Linked DNA regions of Drosophila melanogaster: regions 1 and 3 are each linked to region 2. The links are chromatin contacts, called in public Hi-C and targeted proximity ligation maps. All regions are on one chromosome and are shown on one strand. The core of a region is the stretch at or near the end of the contact, and the rest is flanking DNA. Distances in the headings are between cores, read along the strand shown.

Region 1 (3,303 bases), core at 613-3,112, 240 kb after region 2:
CGAATCCGAATCCGAATCCGTAACCGTTTGCCGGGGGCAGGAATACGAATCCAAATCCATATCCGAATCCATATCCGTCTTGAGCATAGCTTAAAACCCTGACCTGGGGCATTTCACTTCTCTCAAAACCTGCCGGAGAGGAACAAGGTTAGTTCGCTCACAAGACAACAGGATAAGCTATGATTTTCGATTTAATTTCTCCATTTCGTCCTTCTTCCTTTACGGGGAATAATCTGCATCTGCTTCGTCAGCGCTGGTTTCGTATTATCGTTTAAATGTACAGTATCGTGTGACTTAAGATTAAACTTAGATATAAAATGATCATAAAGGATGGGCAAATGAAGTGTACGCTAGACCTAAAAACCAAAACGCAGGGGAGCAAACAAGAGGACCATTCTACTTGATCATCATTATCTCTATGCTTTAATCCATCAAAATTATTTATCATTTATAATTTACATTAATTGTTCGTTAAATTAATATTTTGGCGCCTTGGCAACTCCAAACAACGCCGGCTGTCGCTCTCTGAGAGTAAGAGCGCGCAAAAGAGGTGGCGAGCGAGCGAAGCCGGCAAGCAAGAGAATAAGTGAAAACTGCAAAACACGCACACACCTACAGAACAGCGGGCGTTAGGTTGGTATGTATGCCTGTATGCAGCCGCCATTTTGGGTACAAAACTGGAAGAGCACAAAATAACAACGAAATAGCCGAAACAAAGAGTAATGCGAATTAAAAAGAATACACTGACAAATACAAACATAACTTTTTCCAACGTTTTTTTTCGCCACATTTTTTGCAAGTGAAAGGCAACCGTATGATTTGTGTTCGTATGCGTCACAGTGTGTCTGTGGGGCAACGTGGGAAACAAACATAACCTCACAAAGGGGAGAAAATGTGCTCCTAGCTTAAGAAAACTCTGGTTTTCATTGCGGAAAGTGCGTGTGTGTGCAGGGGAAAACGTTGAAAATTTTCCATGTCTCCCGAGACTGTGATGATGCATTTTGGCCCGAAGATTCTATTAATATGACTGAAGTACAGTCGCACCGACACCTCACACACACACACTTAAACACACTCCGACGCACGAGCGCAAGCGAGAGAGAACACAAAAGGGGTCAGACTTCCCCCGCAGAACCCCGTAAAATCCAATGAAACTCGACCAACGACGTTAGCTTTGCATTTACGTAACAGAGTAGGCAATATACACTATGTAGAAGCAGAAAATCTATGGGGGGCACATGATCATCGGTTGCCCGTTGCAAAAATAAAAAAGAACAAAAAAAAAACGTATCCGCCGGATAATGGACATACCTGTCGTCGTCCCGCTGGCCGGATGCGGCCGATTGGTTGTCCGAACTGCCGTTGGTCGAGCCGGCGGCGCCCGCATCACCATTTTCAGATCCCGGACCGTCGGCAGTCACGTCCTTGGTGAAATCCTCGCCGTTTATTTCTGTATCCACTTGCTTGTTCTCGGCCATTTTGTGTGTTTTCGACTGATCTACTAATTTCGGGGGCTAGGCAGCACGATATTCGTTTTTTACGCAGAGCCGGAGATTTTTATACACACTCGCCAAAAAGTCGCGCGTACGAATGAAATGACGACCGGAAAATGATAAATGCAAACGACAGCGTGTGTATATGGGTGCGGCGTTGCCACCTTGATGTTTTCCCAGTCAAGTCGATTTGGTATTATTTTGGTAAATATTTGTATTGTATTTGCTTGCTCTACCTGGAGATTGTTAGCTATACATTTGCCAAGGATTAAATTGGGATTTTCTGTACGATACCACCCCAAATAAGCCTATATAAGGAGCTAAATGGGCGCGTGACTTGTCTGCTTGCAGTATGGCAGCTTTGATTTATACAATGTACACACACCTATGAAGAGAAAATGAAAAGAATACCAAAAATTTTATACAAATATTTTAAAGCCCAGTTTACACAATGGACAAGTTACTTGGTTTATAAATTCATTTTAGTTGTATTAAAGGTTTAAATATTTAAATAAATATTAAGTATTTCATAAACATTTATAATTTTATAAATATAAAAAATACAATGTTCATTATTTACTATGTGTTGGGAACGAAAACAACATTTACATACAAAGAATTGTTTAAAATCGAATTTTCATATTAACTTCTTATAGGCTGAAACATCAACAATATTTTAAATCATTTAATTGGTTTATATTAAATATTTTTATTTTTTGCAAAAATTTATACAATTTTCATATTCGGATTTCCCAACAGGTTATAATATAACGTTATTATGGTTTTTATTTATTTGCTATATAAAATGTTTCCTTTAAAGAAAGGTGTTTCATGAGCTTACTCAAAAAATCGGAAATGGCTAAAATGAAAATAAGTTTTATAAAACTATTTAAAAGAAACTTAGCGCCCCTAAAATGAGCTTAATTGAGCTCAAATATGAAAATATCAAATTCATCAAAATATTCTATGGAACATACTAGATTAACCACCCCAAAAAAAGAAGTGTGTGCACACCCTTGGAAAAGCCGCCATCATTCACACACCAACACACGCGAAACCAAGAATAAAACTGTGCAGAGGCAAAAAAGAGGAAAAGAGGAACGAACGTCGGTTCTCTTCTCGATTCAACACACTTGTCCAATTTCATTGCGTTTGCGATTATTTTCTACTCAAAAGCCACAACATATGCATCGTAACTTAATTCAACAACAACTGTGATCGCCAAACATCAGAAAGCAACAAAAAATACACGTCAAGAATTGCCAAGTTAGTTATTCTCAAAAAAAAAGACAAAAAGAATTGCAACAAACTAGACTAGTGTGTGTGTGTGAGCGAGTGAGTGCATTGGTGTGTGTGGCTGTGTGTTTTGTGTGCAGCTTGCAATTTTATACTGCATTTCATACGTTTCGACTATCGTTTTGTAAATTAAAAAAACCGCATAATTTCAGCGCTCCACTAAGAAATCCAACTCTCCCCGCCCCCCGCAGGAAGATAACAAAGAAAAGTGCTACAAAAAGTGCCGATTTTTCGGCAAACTTCAACCCAAAAGCAATACACACTGTGCATTACAAAAAGGAAAAATAAAAACGAGGAAAAATATCGCTTAAAAAAGGTGAGCCGGCGACGGCCTCGTGTGCGCGGTCTAGAAAAACTAGCATTTTCCATTTTCAAAGGGGTGGCGCATACTAGGAAAAAATCAACATAAAAAATGCTAAATGGGCGTATATTTTATTATTGCGGCAGGGCTCTATCTCTTAAATTTTTTTTTTTACCATTTTAGCGGCTTTTTTTATTATCGCTTGTGCATAAC
Region 2 (3,571 bases), core at 111-2,610:
TTTCAAGCTTACGTGCTTCTAATACATATGTTTATTTATTAGTGGCTGTGCAATCAAATGGCATTCATTTAATGTAATTTCAGTTGATTATTTTAGCCCAAATTGAAGCTTTATTTAGATGGAAAATTTAAGTAAACTTTGTAAAGCTCGTGATCGAAGCGCAAATGTTTGAACAATGCCAGCCGAAAAGCAGGGGCAATAAAAAATAAAGAAAATAATCACAAATATGTGCAAACGGCTATGAATACAAATGCAAATTGCTTTTTGTTGGAGTTGAAGTTATATAAAAGCTAATGACACATCGCCGAAAGAACCCGCCATTCTTCTCGATCTAAACAACAACAGCAGCAGACTCAGCTAAGTATATATGTATGTATATACAATTCGATTGTACCGCACATATGTGCACACAAAAAAATTATACCTAACTTTGGAACGTTCTGAAAATGCATTGCATAAATTAACGGGGTTGTGATAGTGCAAAAATATAGCTGAATAATTGTAGAAATCTAGGTGAGCATATATGAGTGATCATTTTTAATACACCAACATAAAATGATGAAAAAATACCAATAAAATCAGGAAGGTATCGTATATCAGAAGAATTGTTAGATAAAATGGAATATGACTAATGATCTTCTGCTTGAAATTGCTGATACTTCTTGGAAACATTGTGCTCAGTGTAGAATGAAGTTGCAGTTGGGGCTGTGCCGGCAAGCTCCGGTTCTTCTATGAGAAATCGAAACTGGTCTCCGAACCGGTTCTTCGCCCAAATGAAAATAACAACAGAGCAACAGGGCGCTCTCCAAGCTCACATACACATACATACACGCATACACATGCATTTATATTGTCAATTATGCTCTACGCTTTTCCACGGTGGCGGCATTTTCCGATCCGACGACTACGACGTGTGGCACAGTTCGTTAAACTCTCGAAATGCCACTTGTTGCTGCCACGAAAAGGGTGCAGCTCTTTTATGGATTTTTTTATTTTGCATTTTTGTATTCCTATACCCCCACTATTTAGTTATTCGACTTAATCACGTCTTCACCTAAATGGTAAAAGCAATTCGGAGTGCCCCTGACACGCTTGGCTGTTGTGTAATGGCTTAGTTGGCCCCGTTGGCTGATTTTTCGCTAGTTTGGCGAAGGGTTTTTCCGAGCCGGAAACTCACCTTAGCGGCACTATAAGCCGTGGCAATCAGGCAGCTCATCAAGAGGCACACAGCGGCGATTTTGTGACTCATCTTCAGGCTTCTCGTTCTTCAGAATTTCTTATAAATGCAGTTATATAGCCAGCACGTAACGAACGGCGGTCGTGTTGTTAGCGGTTCGGTGGCTGAGCGCGAACTGTTGATTGTTGTAGAGAGCTTGACGCTTAAACCGCCGTTCCAGTTCCAGTCGGCCATTAGAAAGCCGATTTCCAGACTGCCCAACCATGAGTAAATAAATGTACTATCTTTTTTATCATCAACTATGTATTATCTTCTTGAAATTTATTTCTATTTTCAAACTATTGTCCGCCATTAAAAAAAAAATTACACAAATTAACTTCAAATGGCTATTAATCGGTTTATATTGGATCTTTTGAGTATCACAACATTCAGCTTCGCAATTATAACTCCTTCCAGTATTTTGCAGAAGAGAAAATTAAAGTTTTGAAACAGTATATTTTTTTCTCTTTCGCATTGTAATTAAGAGAATTTTAAAAAAATTGATTTATTGGAAATAGATAGCCAAAGCATGGATTTGCAATATATGGTTCGCACTTACGAGTTTTCCATATACCATGTTCATTAAGTAAAAATATGTTTTCCGTAAAGAATATTATTAATCTCTTTAAACGTATTTTACCTCATATACTTTTTTAGTTTTCTTATATTTTTTATTTTGAGTAATTCACAGGGGAGCTAAGCCAATTAAACATAAACATATTCCATACTTTTTCAAGCATATCCTTTCAAAACCTCAACATAATTTGGCCACCAAACTTCCGACACCTGGGGAAATCAGCCCCCAACAACGCGTCCGCCCACACAAAATGCGGTCTAGAGTAAATTTGCGTAATTTTTGTTTTTATAAATAATGGAATTACAGATTAACATGCACAAGTCCTACGAGCTGGAAGTCTCCTAATCTCGAAACCGAAATCCCTTGGCTATCAAATCCTTGCGAGCCTCCTGAATTTCATCCTGCAGCTCCTTGGCGGCCTCGGGACAATCGTTAAAAGTCAGAGTTCTATATAGAACAGTCCAAACGGAATATATCTGTGGGTAATATATAGTAGTAGTCAATAAGAGGTGTTATCTGCATTGATTCATATCCAAAAACTCACTCCAAAAATCACGAGGAGCAAAAGTGGTAAAAGCTGAATGTGCAGGAAATACTTGGTAGTTAGTGGCGTTTGCACTGTTCCCAAAACAACGGAGAGATAGGGAATCGCAAAGAGCGATGCGTAAAATAGCCAGCGTTGTAGATTTGTCATAGCTAACGAAATTTATTGGTAAACAAAACTAAACCGAAAATAAAGTTCTACACGTAAACATAGAGCTGGAACTTAAGCCGATGGTCACCCGGTAATTCGATATCGATATTTACCGGCTACTATCGATAGGAGGTTTACCTATTCAAATCTAGTTAGAGGTTTTCCTATTCATGTCTAGTTGGAGATTTTCTAATTAGTAATTCGTAGCCTGACGGCTTCCAGTTAGACATTGTTTACTTTTCTAATTGGCTAACTTAAGTGTGACCAAGCCCTAAGCACGTGCCATAGCACAAAGCTATCCACAGTCAGCAAATCAAATGCCATACTACTCAGCTAAACACAGTCAGCAATTTATCGATAGATCAAAGTTGCGCCATAACAGCCAGCCTTCTACAGCCAGCAATTTAAATCAGAGTAATCGATTGACGCAGTTTCAAACTTGTTAAAACTAAGTTTTAATTAAACGTTGGTGGGCGTGGTTTCTGCGGCGCCCACTGTACACGGCGTGTTGGCAAGCAGGTCAGCGGTTCGGCAGCCAATTATTTGGAACTTGACCTCGTTCGCGGGCAAGTCGCCGCCAACAAAGAGTTTCGGCTGGCTGCTCAAGGCCCACAGCTCCTCCTCTCCCTTGGAATTCCTGTTGATCTTGAGGCCCGTGACGAACTTGATCTTGTGCGGATTGTAGGCCACCACACGCAGGTCATCCGCCGTGTAGTTGGACACGGACTCCTCCCATTTCACCAGCGCCCCTAAACTGATGAGGCTGCAGTAGAGATTCCCCGACTGATCCATCACCTCCGATTCGCACTGGATTCCTCGGGTGCCCAGGCTGTGGAAGCTATCCCTGCTGGCATTCGCAGACTTCCAGAAGGTCTCGTTGTTGATCAGGGAGAGCGGAACCCTCATCTCATTAAAGGAGTTCAGCGTGTGAAAGTACAGAAAGCGGTCTGTAAATTTGCATTGGAAATTATAAATAATTTTTGAGTATTTAGAATTTAAATTGAATAGCTACCTTCCACTTCGCTGGGACTGAGGCTCACTGTAAATATTCCCGCCTGCGAGTTGCTGGAGCGTCCTAATCTCA
Region 3 (3,175 bases), core at 198-2,697, 140 kb before region 2:
TGTTATACCATCTCTCTCTCTCTCTTTATTTTTGGCCTGAAGCTTTAGCTTGTTTTTGTTCGCAATCAAAATCGGAAACTTTTTTCTGCGACATTTTGCCGCATTTGTTGTTGCTCTAGCGAGCCATACCAAATTTCATTATCTCAAGGGTCCGCGTTGTTTGTTTATTTGAGAGACCCTCCAGTTAAGCAAATATTTTTGTTTAATTGTTGGTAGTTCTTAATGAGCTTTTAAAAAGTCTTAAACATTTTTGTTAGTTTTTTTTTTATATTTTTGATTCTGTTTGTTTTCGTGGGGCAACCGAAAATCGATCGCACACTTTTAACACACATACAAAGTCAGCTCTCGCTCTCTTGCTCTCTCAAACACACACACACACTCTCATAAAAAGGCAGCTGATTTGCGCCGCAAAGTATGCACCACAATTGGACAATGATTTAAAACTCCTTTTAGGCCGATAAAAGTCTGGAATATTTTCGATTTGTAAACATATTTGAATTATTTTTTTTTTTTAATTTTTTGTATATGTATATATTTATTTTACAGTTTGTTGTTGAGCTCAACCGGATGAAAATCGGAACCAGCGTGACCGACGACTCGCAGCAGAATGCGGAGAATCGGAGAAAACAGCAGCCGACCACAACAACAGCTGCAAAATGCGGCGTCGGCGTCCGGGATGAACAACTTTTTGGCTACACACACACCATCATATGGACGGTGAAATGGGGGGGTGATATATTATAGGAAATTTGATATGAAAACATTGACAAGCAGCCGCATAAAGCTTCTTGCGGCACGAAGAGCTTTCCCAAAACGAAGCTGAGGTTGGCCAAGTTTTTATTCTTAGCGTCGATTGATTGCTGGCCGGGAAACCGAATGCGGCAGTGGCTAAGATAAGCGCCAAAAGGCATAAACGGAATGGCCAAACATTTGACTGATAAGTTCCGCTGATAAGGGCATTCACAATGTGTACGAACTTTAAATGTTTTTTCTTTGCTTTCTTGCTAGTATTGTAATTTAAGAATTGGGAGAAGAAATTTCATTAAACATTGTTTCGATGGAAGCATAGTATAAACGAATGATAACGACAAATGTAATAAAATTAGTTTAATAAAATTGTATTAATATTTTCCGTACCTTTTGTGTTCACTGTTATTGACTGTTGTTTCGAAAAAATGTTTATTTTTTTCACACAAATAATATCTACACAAATACTGTCTACACAAATACTACTTACACAAAGACTATCTATGTATTTGGTTTAAAAAGATTGAGTTCTCTTTTAACTAACCTTAGTAACCCAATAAATACTTTGCTTAACTCTCAGATCGGCCCTCGCTGCCAAAAGCTTTTTCGCGAAGCTTTCCTTCGAAAGTGCGCGTCGGCAGTGCGACGGGTGACAACCCTGCCTGCAGTGGGCATGCAACTTGTTGCGCCGGTTTGCGCTTCTCAGTCTTCATTCCATTCTCGAATCCCCCGGACGTCGACCTCCGATCCGATCGTCTACTTGGTTTGTTATTGTTTCCTTTGGCTGCCTGGCATTCGGCTATTAAGTTGTTTTCGATCTTAAATACGTGGGTGCGTGGTATACAGTATTTATAAAATACTTACGCATAGTTGGCGTACGCCTATTAATTGGCGCATACTTCAGATTCGGCTGGTCTAATTAATCCGAATTTCACCGTGTGCTAATTTCGCCAACCGGTTTGTGGGCGATCTGCAATTGTTTTTATGATGACTTAAGATGGGCGATGACTTAAGACGACACACCCCGTCAAGTGCAGTGCTCGCTAGCATTGTGATTTGCATAATGACGACACTTGTTTTGAGAGTACTATAATCACCACTTGATCGTGGAATTCGGCTCGAAATCGGCGGTCGAGGCCTCGACCTCATACTCTGCCTTATTTTTGCCTTATTTTGGTCACAATCAGTTTTGACGTCAGTGTTTCTAAAATCAGTCTCAAAACCGAGCCAAATCGGTCGTTAGTATGTTTGTCACGACCCAAAAGTGAAATCTAAATGCAGAAGAAAGCCATTCAAATGCATTTTTCGGTGGTAAAACCTGAGTGTATGCATATTTTAATAATATTTTCTAAAAAGTGAAAAAGTATTTTTAGGAGAAAGCCGAATATTTAATCATTTTATAGTGAAGGAAGATATTAACTAAAATTCAAACTTCAGTAATCTTCAAAGGCCTAACTCAAGGTCTACTTATATAATATATAATTTGAAATTGCATATGACTAAAAACTATTTATAAATGAGTGTGGTATGCAAACACAAATGGGGTTTACTGAAGGATTTACTTGCTCGAATAACTTGACATTCACTATCTTAAATGGGAACGTTGATACAGCGATGGAAAAAATGATTTAGAAATAGAAGTGACGTTTTAGAAGCTCTTTTAATTAGGTGGGGTTTATCAGAATCGTGTTCTATCGAAATGCAAGATTTAATTTGTTAGCTCATTAAAAATATTATGAGGTCACTTTTTTAAGGCGCATATCAAATTAATGACATGTGTTTTGCTTATTAAAAATATACGAAATGCAGAAATTAGTTTTATGCTCGAGCAAGCTCCAAGTCTTGAAGTTTTTAATGAGATATGCTCTATTAAGAAGACGACTGATAAGCTTCAGTTTTTTATGGATCTTTCCACTAATAAGATCCCTTGTATTTATCTTATCGCACAGCTGAAATCGCTCTGAACAAACAACACCACTCATCACGATGCCAAATCCACTGTGGTTCGTCTTCTGGCTGCTGGTCTTCTGGTTCGTCTCCTTCTTCGTGGCATTCTTCTGCGCCTTTTTCTACATCTGGGTCTACGCATTTGCCTCCTGCATTCCCGCCCTGACGGTAAGTGGGTTTTTTTTCTATTTTGGGGAGCAGCATTTGAAGTTATATGGCGGGGTGAGTCAATTTACCTGCTTCACCTGCTGGTTGCATGAGGCACTTTCCTTATCGCGCCGTCAAGATGTTTAACCCATTAGTCATTTGGGGAACTTATCAGACCCACAACCGGAGCTTATGGGAAACCGCGATAGCTGGCCCCGATATGTAGACCCACCCACACCCATTGCCTGGAAAAACATTGCTAACCGATTTGTTTTCTTACTTTCGCAGGGCATATCGGACATTCTGCTCCAGGGAGTCCAGTTCCCGTTCTACT

Evidence for each region. A called contact is a pair of places that touch in the nucleus more often than the background predicts.
Region 1: a contact with region 2 is called in a targeted proximity ligation map of the S2 cell line, with 5 times the contacts expected there. A contact is called at or near these places in 5 of 107 Hi-C or Micro-C datasets (the Clone 8 cell line, the Kc167 cell line, the S2 cell line and 2 more) and 3 of 7 datasets of targeted methods (the Kc167 cell line and the S2 cell line).
Region 3: a contact with region 2 is called in a Hi-C map of the Kc167 cell line, with 3 times the contacts expected there. A contact is called at or near these places in 14 of 107 Hi-C or Micro-C datasets (the Clone 8 cell line, the Kc167 cell line, the S2 cell line and 6 more).

What each region holds. Positions count from the first base shown.
Region 1 is chr3R:13,644,442-13,647,744 of dm6, forward strand. sqd (squid) reads right to left here and starts at 1,863. Exons shown (of 7, transcript NM_001260159.2): 1 at 1,312-1,863. The coding sequence starts at 1,478. It overlaps rin (rasputin), which reads left to right and starts at 2,563. Exons shown (of 4, transcript NM_169533.2): 1 at 2,563-2,759.
Region 2 is chr3R:13,400,502-13,404,072 of dm6, forward strand. GILT1 (Gamma-interferon-inducible lysosomal thiol reductase 1) reads right to left here and starts at 1,361. Exons shown (of 4, transcript NM_142030.4): 1 at 1,178-1,361. The coding sequence starts at 1,249. It overlaps Dpm3 (Dolichyl-phosphate mannosyltransferase subunit 3), which reads right to left and starts at 2,550. Exons shown (of 2, transcript NM_001038962.3): 1 at 2,338-2,550; 2 at 2,058-2,269. The coding sequence starts at 2,487. The coding sequence ends at 2,135. It overlaps yellow-e3, which reads right to left. Exons shown (of 3, transcript NM_142031.4): 2 at 3,500-3,571; 3 at 2,922-3,434. The coding sequence ends at 2,947.
Region 3 is chr3R:13,258,909-13,262,083 of dm6, forward strand. It overlaps CG11686, which reads left to right and starts at 1,448. Exons shown (of 3, transcript NM_143947.4): 1 at 1,448-1,510; 2 at 2,697-2,862; 3 at 3,130-3,175. The coding sequence starts at 2,734. It also overlaps a transcript of Ace not described here.